Regions from separate parts of the Mus musculus genome. Here region 1 is linked to region 2. A link is a contact called in public HiChIP or PLAC-seq data. All regions are on one chromosome and are shown on one strand. Each heading gives the region's core, a stretch centred on a gene start, on an enhancer-like site or on the middle of the called end of the contact. The rest is flanking DNA. Distances are from core to core; before and after follow the strand shown.

Region 1 (5,886 bases), core at 1,855-4,354, 890 kb before region 2:
GACAGTGACAGGCCCAGGTTAATGTAAGCCTAGCCAGGAAGCTGCAGCTGCTGAGAGTTCCTGATTGCAATGGCCATACTGTTCCTGGACTATGGGATTTTGTAGCTCCTCTCCTTATCTTCCGGTACACTCTTTCTGAATTTCTCTCTGAGCCTTAGAGAGAAAGGTATACATCTCCTGTTTAGGGTTGAATATTCAGCTATCACTTACTCTCAGTCCCTTGAGCAGCCATGAATCTTTGCCTCCTCCACACATAGACACGTCTCTAATAAAGGCTCAGCAGAGCATGTGCTTATGGATACAAACATGGGAGACATTTTGATGTTGTATCAGTGTAGTTTAAAAAGACTAGTAAGCTTGTTGCTAGGGCCTAAGACTTCTTCAGTCAAGTATTTTTGACTGAGTCTACACTACCAGGCAGGACCTTCTTCCTCTTGTAGAACAAGCCTTAAACCCAAGCAGAGAACAGTTGGTTGTCGCCATAGCAATTGTATTACTATTATACAAGAGGTCATATCTTGCCTTGCAGGTTAGGATCCTTATTCTTAGGAGCCATAGCTGGGTAGGAGTGTTGAGCTGACGTCCCTTCTCCTCTAAGAAACCTGCTGAACACCTTCCTGTGGCCCTGTGAAAACCAGCCAGTGAGGTAACAGTTTCTAGTTCAATTCCAACCTAATTGTTCTATATCCTGCAACTAAGGTGAAGCACATACATTGTACACACATCTACAGGCATACATAATACACCTACGTACATGTACACACAATCATATTGAAGCAAGGATCAGTCTTATAAAAGTTTGATATTAGATCTGTCGGAATATCTAAAGTAATACTCGTTCTCTGTTTACTCAGCTAATCTCCCTCTCGTAACAAATTTTCATCTGCTACTTCAAGGGAGTTTTAATTTTCTGTCTTATTTATATTTAAATTTCCCGTACTTAATGTTCTTCTGAAAATGATTTATCCTTTAATTGAACATGGCTGGTAGGAGCCAATGCATTGTCCTGACATTATGATATATAGATTCTGCCTATTAGCATTACAGAAATCACTATAAACCTTACTGGCATTTTAATTAAAATAAAGCTTGCTGGTAGTTCAGGAACCATGTGAGAAAGAAGAGAAAGAGAATAAAGTAAAACTACCCATGTAGCGGATCACACATTAACATGTTGATAGACGAATGGTACCACTTTGAACATGGGCTGTGACGTGGGATTTTAGGACACACTGAGAAGATACATCCCCATAGAGAAGCCTGGAATGTGGTCATTTCTCCTTTCTGGAACTCAGGGCTGATGTGTCCCTATAGAACATGCTGCGATGGGCTCCTTTCTCTTGATATTTTCTTCTGTGACAGGGGACCTAAGGACCTAGAGACTGTTTTGTTGATTCTGATTGGCCTTTCTTGTTCTCCAGGTATGGTGGCATTTAGATACTGTCCTTGGGAATTACCCATGTTCCTCGTTTATTTGTACCTGCCTACTAAAACAGAAAAACAAAAGGTACCCTATGGTAATGTATGACCTGCTGTTATCAACAGAAATAAAGTATCCATTTGTCATGATTCCTCCCTCATTTATAAAATCAAGAGGAAGTTGATGATGGCCTATTATGTAAACACTCTGTGCTACAGCTATATTTGTATTAGATACTTTCTGTCCACGTATACTTATGTGACTTGTTAGGAGCTAATGATTTTCCTTAGACAGCCTCAACCTATTTTGATGAAGCAGCCTTGGATTTCTTTGGTTTAGTTTGCGATACTCCACTGAGGACATCCCAGGGCTTACAGGCCCCATGCTTCTTCCCCTTTCTAGCCTCATGTCAGAAGTTCCTCAGGAATCCAGTTCTGAAAATCACTAGAGGGTGTGCATTGTGCGAACCCATGAGAACATACACTGTTCCCCATTCTCTGACTTACTCTCTGGTTCTTTTCTGACCAGATTACACTGAGAGTGAGTCAAGTTATTTTTTTTTCTTTTATCCAAGTCCCTGGAAGTTGGTCCGTAGCCTGGACTCACCTCGTTCCTATATAGACACGGCTAAGAGACTCATTCGAAATCTGACTCATTAGCTCAGGAGACACAGCACCGAATCCATGTTCTTTACATAAAGTGGAAATGATACTTAGCCAGCAGTGCCACAGATGGAGATCCAGCTGCATAGTAATATAATAATAAGCAGATTGCTGATGTCAGCGACTAGGGTGCTGCAGCCTGCTCAAAGCTTTTGCTACTCTAGCATCTTCTTTCATTCAAAACCTGTTGTGCTTATGTGCCCTTTGAATGACAGGTCATCTTCAAATTTCACCAAGTGCTCCCAATCCAAGATGGCTGGGGGTACTTAGGAGCTCGTGCTGAAGCTTTGCCGGGCAAGAAGCAGCTGTCACCTGAAAAAAGAGGAATAGCATGAATCCACAGATTTCCTTAGAACCCATGTCTCCAGACAGTGCCCAGACACTGGAGGAAGTCTGAAGCTTTAGAACTCACCACAGTGTAAGTGAGAGAGGGGAATTCTTCACATGCAGCCGATGAAATAATGGGTAACTGGTCTCTAGCAAATGGCCAGACATTTCCAAGAAAAGACTCAAGCGACAGCTCTCCAGTCATTACATGGAGGTACACGGGTCTCGTCGGGGGGGGGGGGGGGCTCAAGATAAATAGCATGATGACTGCACTTTGTATTTCTCCAAGTGAGCCTGTAGGGGAATCAGCTAAATGACATGAAAATGGTCATCTGTTATGGATGAGAATAATAACCCCATAAAGTCATTTTTATCCCGAGTTCAGATCCGCCTGCTTCTCTCCCCTCTCTTTCCACATGCTGTAATGGGATAAGTGGTGTTTTCAATCAGGGAGGGATGGGGGAAATTAAGAAGCTTCAGGAAAACTGTATCCCGACTTTCCAAGCCCTGTCTAGGCCAGTCTACGGTCTAGGCAGAGGCTGCCTTCCTCCTGCCTGGAGATTTCCATGGCCAGCGGAAGCAAGGCAGGGACAGCTGAAAATAATTGCCCTTGTGACCCTTTCCCAAGGAGATCCTAAGGTTGAAGGCTTGGAGACTCAGCTTGTTGCCATCCTGCCTTCATTTCTCTGGGTAAGAAGTCATGCTGAATGAATTTGTGATTCACTTCATAAACACTTGAGGGAATGGTTTCTTGCCTCCTTGAGCCATGTTTTGAAATCTGGTCTGCACCACCCTTCAAAATATAAAAGAAAAAAAATAAAGGAAAGCTTTAATAAACCAAATGACTGCTTTGCTCAACAAAGGCAAAGAGTGTCTCTATTAGTGTTCATTATGGGAGAGTCTGCCCCAGTAGGGTGTGCATGACGTAGGTATCAGCCCTGACTGACTGGGGGGCGGGTAGTTTACAGAGAGAATGACTACATTTCAAATGGTTTGAAAACATATTTATAAAGTCTAGAAATGTAAGGTGACTTTATTTATTCTGCATCTATGTGGCAAATTTATCAGATCCAACTGCTTTCCTAAGAACACCCCCTACTCACTGAAGAAACCTTCTTCATTTGAAATATGCATTCTTTCTCTTTGGAAATTCATTACATTAAAGTATATGGGAGGGGTAGGGAGAAGACCTAGTTAGCAAAGTGTTTACATTGAAAGTACAGGGACCTGAGTTTGATCCTCAAACCCCACATTAATTAGAAGGAGGAGGAGGAGGAGAGGAAGAGGAAAAGGAAGAGGAAGAAAGAGGAGGGGGAGGAGGAGAAAGAGAAGGAGAAGGAGAAGAGGAGAAGAAGAAGAAGAAGAAGAAGAAGAAGAAGAAGAAGAAGAAGAAGAAGAAGAAGAAGAAGAAGAAGAAGAAGAAGAAGAAGAAGAAGAAGAAGAAGAAGAAGGCGGCAAGTATAGGGGTGCTTGTAATGCTAGCCCAGGGGATGCAAGAGGCAGGCAGGTCCCTGTATCTCACTTGCCAGACAGTCTAACCTAAGTGGTAAGCAGGGGGCCAGTCAGAGATCCCTGGCTTAAAAAAAAGGAACAACAACAAAAGTAAGAGTGTCCTCTGGGGAATGACACCAGACATGTTTCTCTGGTCTCCATAGCCGAGCACACACACACACACACACACACACACACACACATACACATTTGTATGCATACCCAGGTGTGTGCACATACCCACATGCTCACACACATGTAACTCTACACAAACTCTATGCTATACTCACGGTATATGATTTTAGAAGAGAAATAAAAAAAGACAGAGAGCATGTATACTCTGCTTACACTGAAACTGAGCAATTGGCTTGGCCCAATCAGCTCAGTTATGAGACTCACATGGACTTTGGCCAACAAGATCTGGATGCTCTTCAAGTAAAATACCAGATGGCTCAACTAACCAGCTCTATCCACCGATATCCAATTGTTTTGCACAGAGAGACTGAGCCTTGAGCAGAGCCTATAGTGTATCAGCTGTCATATTTCATTGACTCCTAAGTGAAGAATAAATCTCTGAGAACATTCTCATTTCCGTAGATGAACAAGTCTTCTATGCCAAGTCTTCCCAACACTCCGTATAGCATAGCAGATTATTCTATTGACAGAGCACATTGCATGTAAAATATAGGGTTCAAAGCCAGAGTAGCTGGTTTCATGACACCCTTGTCTTAGGGATTTACATACCTGTACACGTCATTGACCCTTGGGTAAGGCAGTTGTTTGAAGGCACAATGAATGACATTGCCAAGTGAACAGTGTCTCAAGGCAGGAGATGGCCCCCAACTTCCTCTTATGATATCCACATCATAGACTCTGTCAGCCTAGAACACAGGAAGAAAATAATTAGAATGTTATGAATTCATTAGGTAGAGGATGAACTTTTAGGGATGCTTACAGGAAGATGGCATTGTGAAAAGGATTTCTTATGGGGGAAATTTTGTTTGCTACAAGGACCCATGGTGAAAGATAGTTAGGTACAATAAGCCTACTACCTATGGCCTGTTAGTCTTTAACAATTATCTTGAGGTATGTGTAATTTAGCAACTAAAGCATCTTCCACATTGCTGTTTATGAAGGACTTAGCTCCAAAAGATGCACAGTCTCTCTTCTAAGACCTTCTGATTGGGGCTTTGCTCTCCTTCATCTTGACTTTGTTGCTAATTCCTCTTTATATATAATTAACTTCTATCCAGGGTGCCTTTCTTCCCGATTATTGCTTTCAATGATTTTTCCCACTCACCTCCCTGGCCACCTAGCTGTTTCCTAGAATATCCCACCATGGTTCTTATTTTGCTTTGGGCATATTGGGAATTGAATTCAGTATCCCATACACATTAAGTAGGCACTCTTCCCCTGAAGAGCCAACCTGTACTTGTTGTACAGCTTAGAGTGGAAGAGATGACAGAAGTATTGGTGACAGCCCGGGACAAATAGTAAATTGCCAGGTCAGTGGCTGCAATCGCCCCTGGAGCAGATACAGCTTGTCTAGAACTCTTCCCAGCCTCCATTCCTGTGTCTGATTACCATGACGTCATGTCTATCTGAAGCCTTTCCACTCCCTTACACTTCACTTACAATGGATATACAGCTCAGACCTGGCCAACTAGGGCATTGCTCTACTCCAGGGCCAGAGTGACTAATTTGAAGTTGGAAGTGTGACCCAGCCAGGCCAATGGAACACCATTCCAGGATTCTAGGAAAACTCTAGAGATGCCATTGCTAATCTAGGAGGTAGCCTTAGCACCTTGTCATGCTGCAAGGATTGTTCCAGAACAGTGGAACCCATCAGAGAAATACAGACCTGGACGATCTAGAGGGAACTGAAGTAAGGGTCATGGATCCACTCTAGATCCAGATATCTCAGATCTAAGCTGCCCAGCTAAGCAATGCTATCCTGGGCTTCGGTCATTTAACTAGTAGAGTCCA
Region 2 (6,041 bases), core at 415-2,914:
CAAGTTAGGAGGATTCTTGTAAAGTTACCCAGTCAGGATACTCCAACATACTATCTGAACCTACCGTTTTTTTGGGGTGTGTGTGTGTGTGTGGGTGCTTTCCAAGCCATTCCAAAGGGCTTTTCTCTGTGCCTAGACAATTCCAAAGGGCTTTTCTCTGTGCCTAGACAATAGGCGAGTAACTATTGCCACATTTCAAAGAGCATCGGTTCTTCAAAAATGATTTTTCAGCTATGCAAAAAGTGTCTGCAAAAGCAGACTCAGCCCTCATGCCCGAAACTATTTTAGGAGACGAGGACCTGTTGTTTATTGGGAGAAAAGCTGGTGCAGAATTTTGAAGGACTCTGTTGAAAATAGATGGATTTGTAAATTGTAGGCAGAGGAAGGACTCTTGTCTTTTTTTTTTTTTTTAAACAAGATTGAATTTTGCCTAACTCAAGGGAAAGCAATCTATACTTGATTAGTAGAGTGCAACATTATGCTTCACTTCCAGTAAAACTTAAGTGATTTGGTTAGCAAAGGATGTCTTTTAAGTTCTGCAAGAGCCAGAGCGTCAGGTGTAGTAGCTCAAAGAGTGCTTGCTGAGCATGCGAAAAGCCCTGGGTTCCATCCCCAGCACCACGCCACCAAGCGTTGTGGTGAAGCAGGTAATCCAAACTCTTGGAACACTTTGGAGGTGAAGGCAGGAGGATTAGAAATTCGGGGTCACTCTTGGAAGCTATCCCACAATACGTGAGACCTTGTTTTGAAAAAAAAAAAAACAGTAAAGTTGCATATGAGTTAATTAGTTATTACAACCTGAGGGTCAGGGGACAGAGGCTAAAGAGTTCTAGGAATCATGAAACTCAGATCAGATGTATGGGAGAAATGAGGAACGTGCTTATTAGCTGACGAACGTGCTTATTAGCTGGCATTTGAGACAGACACCCAGCATTATGTAAAGAGCAAAACCAACCAAATGAACAAAATAAAAATAGGGTGTAGAAATAAAGGGGTAAATAATAACGGGCGTTAGATGGATTGTCTTGCATTCTACCTACAGCTGTCCCTTCCACCTCCTAAGCTTCTGAGATCTGTGCTCTCGCACAGATGGCAGAAGCTTTACCCTGAAGATTTGACTTTGCTCTTTAGTTTGCTGTGCTCCCTAATCCGTTCCTTCCGTAAACGCCCATTTCGAAGCGCTTTCTAAATTTGGTTTGCGCGCCCCCTACTGGCAGACCTGATTATCATTCTCAATTGCATTTGAGCATTTCAGCGTTGCCCAAAAACCTCATGACATTTGCTAAGAACCAAGGAAACTTTGTCTTTCATTTGATACGCTTTTCGGACAGCCAGAGGCATCTGCCTACAATTTGCTTCGTGATTGTTCGTGATAACAACGCAATGCAGGGCAAATTAAAATGCACGCCTAGCAAAGCTGGTATTTTTTTTGGTAACTAACTGCTCTGTCTCCTTGAATAAAAGTGACCTCTCTTCCTACTTTCGAGATTTTTGTTTGTTTGTTTAAGGTTTGCTTAGTGCAAAATTTAAAGCAGATTAAAGAAAAAAACCAACCGACTATATTATAATTTATTTCACAACCTCCTCCGACTCTGTCTTCAGATGTTAGTCTGTAGCCGCACATGACAATGACTAAGACATCATCAGCTGGGCTGGGGTGCCAGGAGGAAGCAGTTTCTATTTCTGTCTCCATTTTTCTCCTCACTGTTTGAGTAGGTCACGGGTTGGTGTGTAGACAGCAACTCTCCTTTTGTGCCTGTCCTGGCAGCAATGAAGGCAAGCTAAAGAAGCCCTTGGGGTCCCCCCTTTGGCTATCAGACTGTTGAATCAATGGTCTTCAAGAAACTGGAATTTCCCCAGAAGTCTCATGCTGGGAAAAGGGAAGAGCTACGAGCCTGGTGCCCCTCAGAGGAGGGGTTTGCTTTCCTGAAAGAGATTTAACACAGTTTAAAAAAAAGATTCCTTTTGATGACTTCTTTATTTTATTTTATTTTATTTTATTTTATTTTATTTTATTTTATTTTATTTTTCATGTGCATTGATGTTTTGCTTGCATGACTTTTTGGTTGTATGAGGTCCCCTGCAACTGGAGGATCAGACAAACATAAACTGCCACATGGGTGCTGGGAATTGAACCAGGGACCTCTGGAAGAGCAGCCAGTACTTGTAATCTCTGAGCCATCTCTCCAGCCCCGAGATTTAACGCAGTTTGAGAGCTTATCAGATCACCTCCCAGGGCAGACTGCATCTGAGCTGATGGTGGCCTGGACCGGGTCTTGACCAGTATTGCTTGCCTCTAGCCCTTGATTTAAACAAACCTGGCTAGAACCTGTTTATCACTGTCTGTATTTACAGTCGGAACTGGGAATTGCTCTATTCTTTTTTGTCGCTCTATGCTATTTGAACACTAAGCTGACTGTTACCATCAGAAGTGAGTATCAGGCGATAGGGAAGTGGCTTAGTCAAGTGCTTGCCTTGCAAGCATGATGACCTGAGCTTGACCTCTAGAAGCAACGCATCCCCATGAAACTGGTATCTTCTGGGAATCTCATGATGGATGCTTGTAATCTCAGTACTAGGGACGTGGAGATAGCAAAAACCAGGCTGAGCTTTAGGCCAGGGAGAGACCCTGTGTAAAAAACAAGTGTGACTCCTGACAGACAAGTGACTGGGGGCTGTCCTCTGGACATTTGAACATTTATACACATGTACAAACACCCAACCACATGCAGTACACACATGTACACACACACTGGAACACACATGCACTCCTGTGCACATATGCATGTGCACACATATGCATGCATGCACACGCAAGCCCCAAAACACATGTGGACACACATACACATGCAGCACACACACATACAGGCACACACATGCATACATAGAATGAATGTCAGATGTCATGGTCTCCATCATTTTTCTCTTTTTCAAGGAATGTGGTTTCTTATTTGAATTTCATTTTTCTGCATAATAAAATATATTAAGTAAAGAAAGACCCCATAGCACATGCTTTCACCCCAGAATGCAAATGACCATTAGGCGTAGTTCATAAAAATGAATATAGCGGCAGATCCTGCTTCAGAATTATGTTCTTCTTCTTCTTTCATTCTTGGTTGCAAAATTGAAACTTTCACTACAAGCAAATAACTAAACCCAAACAATGGCTGGGGAGTTGCCTTAGCAGTTAAAACCGCTTGCTGCTCTTTCAGAGGGACCAAGCATGGTTCCTGCCACCCACATTCAGCACCTCATACAAGCCAGTAAGTCCGGCTCCAGGGGGTCTGATGCCCTCGTCTGGCCTCCTCAGGCACCTGTCCACCCACGGCAGTCACTTATACAGACACACATACATATGAAAGATAAAATAAATCTTTAGAAAGAATCCCCCAAACCTCAAGGGAGTTGGAAAGATGACTCAGCACTTGAGATCATTTGTTGCTCTTGGGCTCAGTTCCCAGCACCCACATAGTGGCTTGCTCATGCACATAAAATAAATAATTCTAAAAAACAAGACAAAGAAAAAAAAAAAACAAAACAAAAGCAAAATAAAACTCAAAGGATAATGTAACAATAAAACAGTTGTAATAATTAATGTGTTTATAAAAAGATAAAAAGAGGAAGGAATATGTTTTGGTGGAGGTGTAGTCAGGTGTGGGGGAAGGGGGTGCCTCTGTGGGCCTATGCTGAGGCATCCCTTCCCCCTGAGGGACCAGCCACATGAAGGTATAGTATAGAATAGGTTTATCCGGGCAGGGAATTAAGAGGGTAGGAGAGGTAGAGAAAGGAAGAGAGAGAAGAGAAGAGAGAAGAGAGAGAGGGAGAAGAGAGAATAGAAGAGAGAGAGAGAGAGAGGGAGAGAGAGAGAGAGAGAGAAAGAGAGAGAGAGAGAGAGAGAGAGAGAGAGAGAGAGAGAGAGAGAGAGAGAGAGAGAGAGAAGAGAGGAGACAAGTAGAGTAGTAGAGACTGGCCATGAGCACGTGGAGAGAGAGGGAGCAAGAGGCAAGAACAAGAGAGAGAGAGGAGGGACAAGCAGCCCCCTTTACAGTGAGTCAGGCATACCTGGCTGTTGCCAGGTAACTGTGGGGCGGAGCTGAGACGACAAAATGCTAACATAATAGTTCTGATTCTAGGAGAAATTTGGCCCCACAGAAGAGGTGAGGCAGTGTCTGTTGATGTTTTTGGTTGTTAGTTACGGCTGGGTTGGGAACCATCTTGTTTGCATCTAGGGAGTGGAGAGGATATTCTAAATAAGTGTTCTAAGGTACAGCCACTGCCTCCCACAACAAAGAATTGTTCAGTCCAAACGTCAGAAACATTGCTGAGACCGAGGAACTCTGATGGGGACAGAGAAAGGAGATTCAGGAGTGTGTGTGTGTGTGTGTGTGTGTGTGTGTGTGTGTTTGATGCGATCCTAAACCATTTGACTTGCTCCCTATCAGCAGCTTAAGACTTAACTTTCGCCAGCTAAAATCTGACCCGTGAAGGTCACTTAGGATCGCAGTTCACTTGCCTGAAGAGATCAGAAAAGATTGACTTCATGTGTCATCATGAATGATGGTAACCAATCTGCTGTGTGAGCATTATAAACACGAAACAATCCTAAACCTTAGGCTTTGGGCACATGTAAGTGCAGGGAAGATCTGAGTGGAGAGGTGGTGACTCCCCGTGCCCGGACAGACGTGTATACAGCCTGTGAGTCATGCAGCCATCACAGGCCTGGGATGAATGGCTCATTGTGTCTCTGCAGAGTCCTTCATGACTATTATTATTCTATTCATGCTTTAGCCCAGAGCTCTGATCTCAGATTTTCCCTCAAATGACACCGGACCTTTGGCTCTCCTCTTTTCTGTTACTACACTCAGCCAACCATGTATGTCACTGTCAGTCTCTGCCTCGGTCTTCTCTGAGCACTGTCAGCTTGGAATCTCAGGTGTCTCCAAATGGTTCAATAATAGTGATGCCCCTTCTAATGCTAACAATATGAAAAATAGCTGCACTATTGATCCGGTGCTCTCTTTTTTTATTTTTCCAGCTTATTTAACCCCAAGAGGCACACAAGTTTTAAGTAACTGATGTTTAAACTATAGGATGTGGCAGATCTGGGATGGAACTTGAAATGCCGCAGGTGGAACGGCGTCTGTCTTACACAGCCTCTCTGTATTGATAGGCAGCAGAACATGGATTAAATGTTTGCTTTGAGATGGGGGTCTCATGTAGCCCAGGCTGGCTTTGCACTCTGTAGCTAGAGTTGACCTTGAACTTCTGATCCTCCTGCCTCCACTACATATGTTCCAACTATAGGCTTGTACCATCGTACCCAACCTGAGCTTATGCAGTTCTGAGGATCAAACCCAGGGCTTGGTGCATGCTAGGCCAGCACCCTACGAGCTGAGCTACCTCCCCAGCCCGGGAGCAGACTTCTCAAACCATTCTACTTCACCCTTATATTTACAACAGTTTTCAAGACCTTTACCATTAAAGTAATCTACTCTTTCCAAACCATTTGACTAACTTTGACTCCACCGTGAACCTTTGCCATCCTCTCTCCACCCCATTTGACATGTTGCAATAACCTTCTAACAAAGGGAACTGTTTCTAAACTTTTCCTGTTACCCATTCTGTCCTCATTTGCTCCAGACACTTCCTTCAGTTCTCAAAGCCCTCCTCTACTGGAGGAGTGAAGCCTGGTGCCTTCCGGTGTTCTGTAGTCTCTGTGGCCCAGGCTCAGTGTGGATCCAGAGACAGCATTCACCAGACACATCTTCAACGTTTCTCCTTGTAGCGTGTGCGTTTGCAACTTGGATTCTTGAGAGTTTTATTAGTCTGGGTCCTCCGACTAATGTGTGTGTATTAACACAAGACAGGATCAAAAGCTGGGTAGGCTCCCAGCAGCCATCTGAAGGCTGGAGAGTCAGGAAGTCCTTTAGCTGCCCAGTCCAAGAATCTCGAAACTTCTGCACCAAAAGGGACTGGTATGCAGTGAGCGTGCTGGTGTTACGGGTGTGCACCACTGCCTCTGACTTATTGATTGATTGATT

The links. HiChIP or PLAC-seq counts read pairs in DNA pulled down with a chosen protein or histone mark.
Region 1: a CTCF HiChIP or PLAC-seq map of the NIH/3T3 cell line shows a contact between it and region 2, with 5 read pairs. The contact joins two enhancer-like sites. A contact is called at or near these places in 1 of 15 datasets of contacts at CTCF or cohesin (the NIH/3T3 cell line), 2 of 484 Hi-C or Micro-C datasets (cerebral cortex and nephron progenitors), 1 of 115 datasets of contacts at active chromatin or transcription factors (fibro-adipogenic progenitors) and 1 of 9 other capture datasets (embryonic stem cells).

Annotation. Positions count from the first base shown.
Region 1 is chr10:67,744,774-67,750,659 of GRCm38.p6, reverse strand. Gm40681 (a long non-coding RNA gene) reads left to right here. Exons shown (of 3, transcript XR_871797.3): 2 at 530-646; 3 at 1,422-1,508. Among named protein-coding and RNA genes, the nearest start is that of Gm40681, 31 kb to the left of the region's middle. Within about 2 kb of position 3,104, at least 29 of the 459 cell types and tissues checked have an H3K27ac peak or open chromatin away from gene starts, as enhancers often do. A contact at or near this core is called in the NIH/3T3 cell line, where this site is marked.
Region 2 is chr10:66,848,549-66,854,589 of GRCm38.p6, reverse strand. No RefSeq gene overlaps it. Among named protein-coding and RNA genes, the nearest start is that of Gm31416, 17 kb to the right of the region's middle. Within about 2 kb of position 1,664, at least 144 of the 459 cell types and tissues checked have an H3K27ac peak or open chromatin away from gene starts, as enhancers often do. A contact at or near this core is called in the NIH/3T3 cell line, where this site is marked.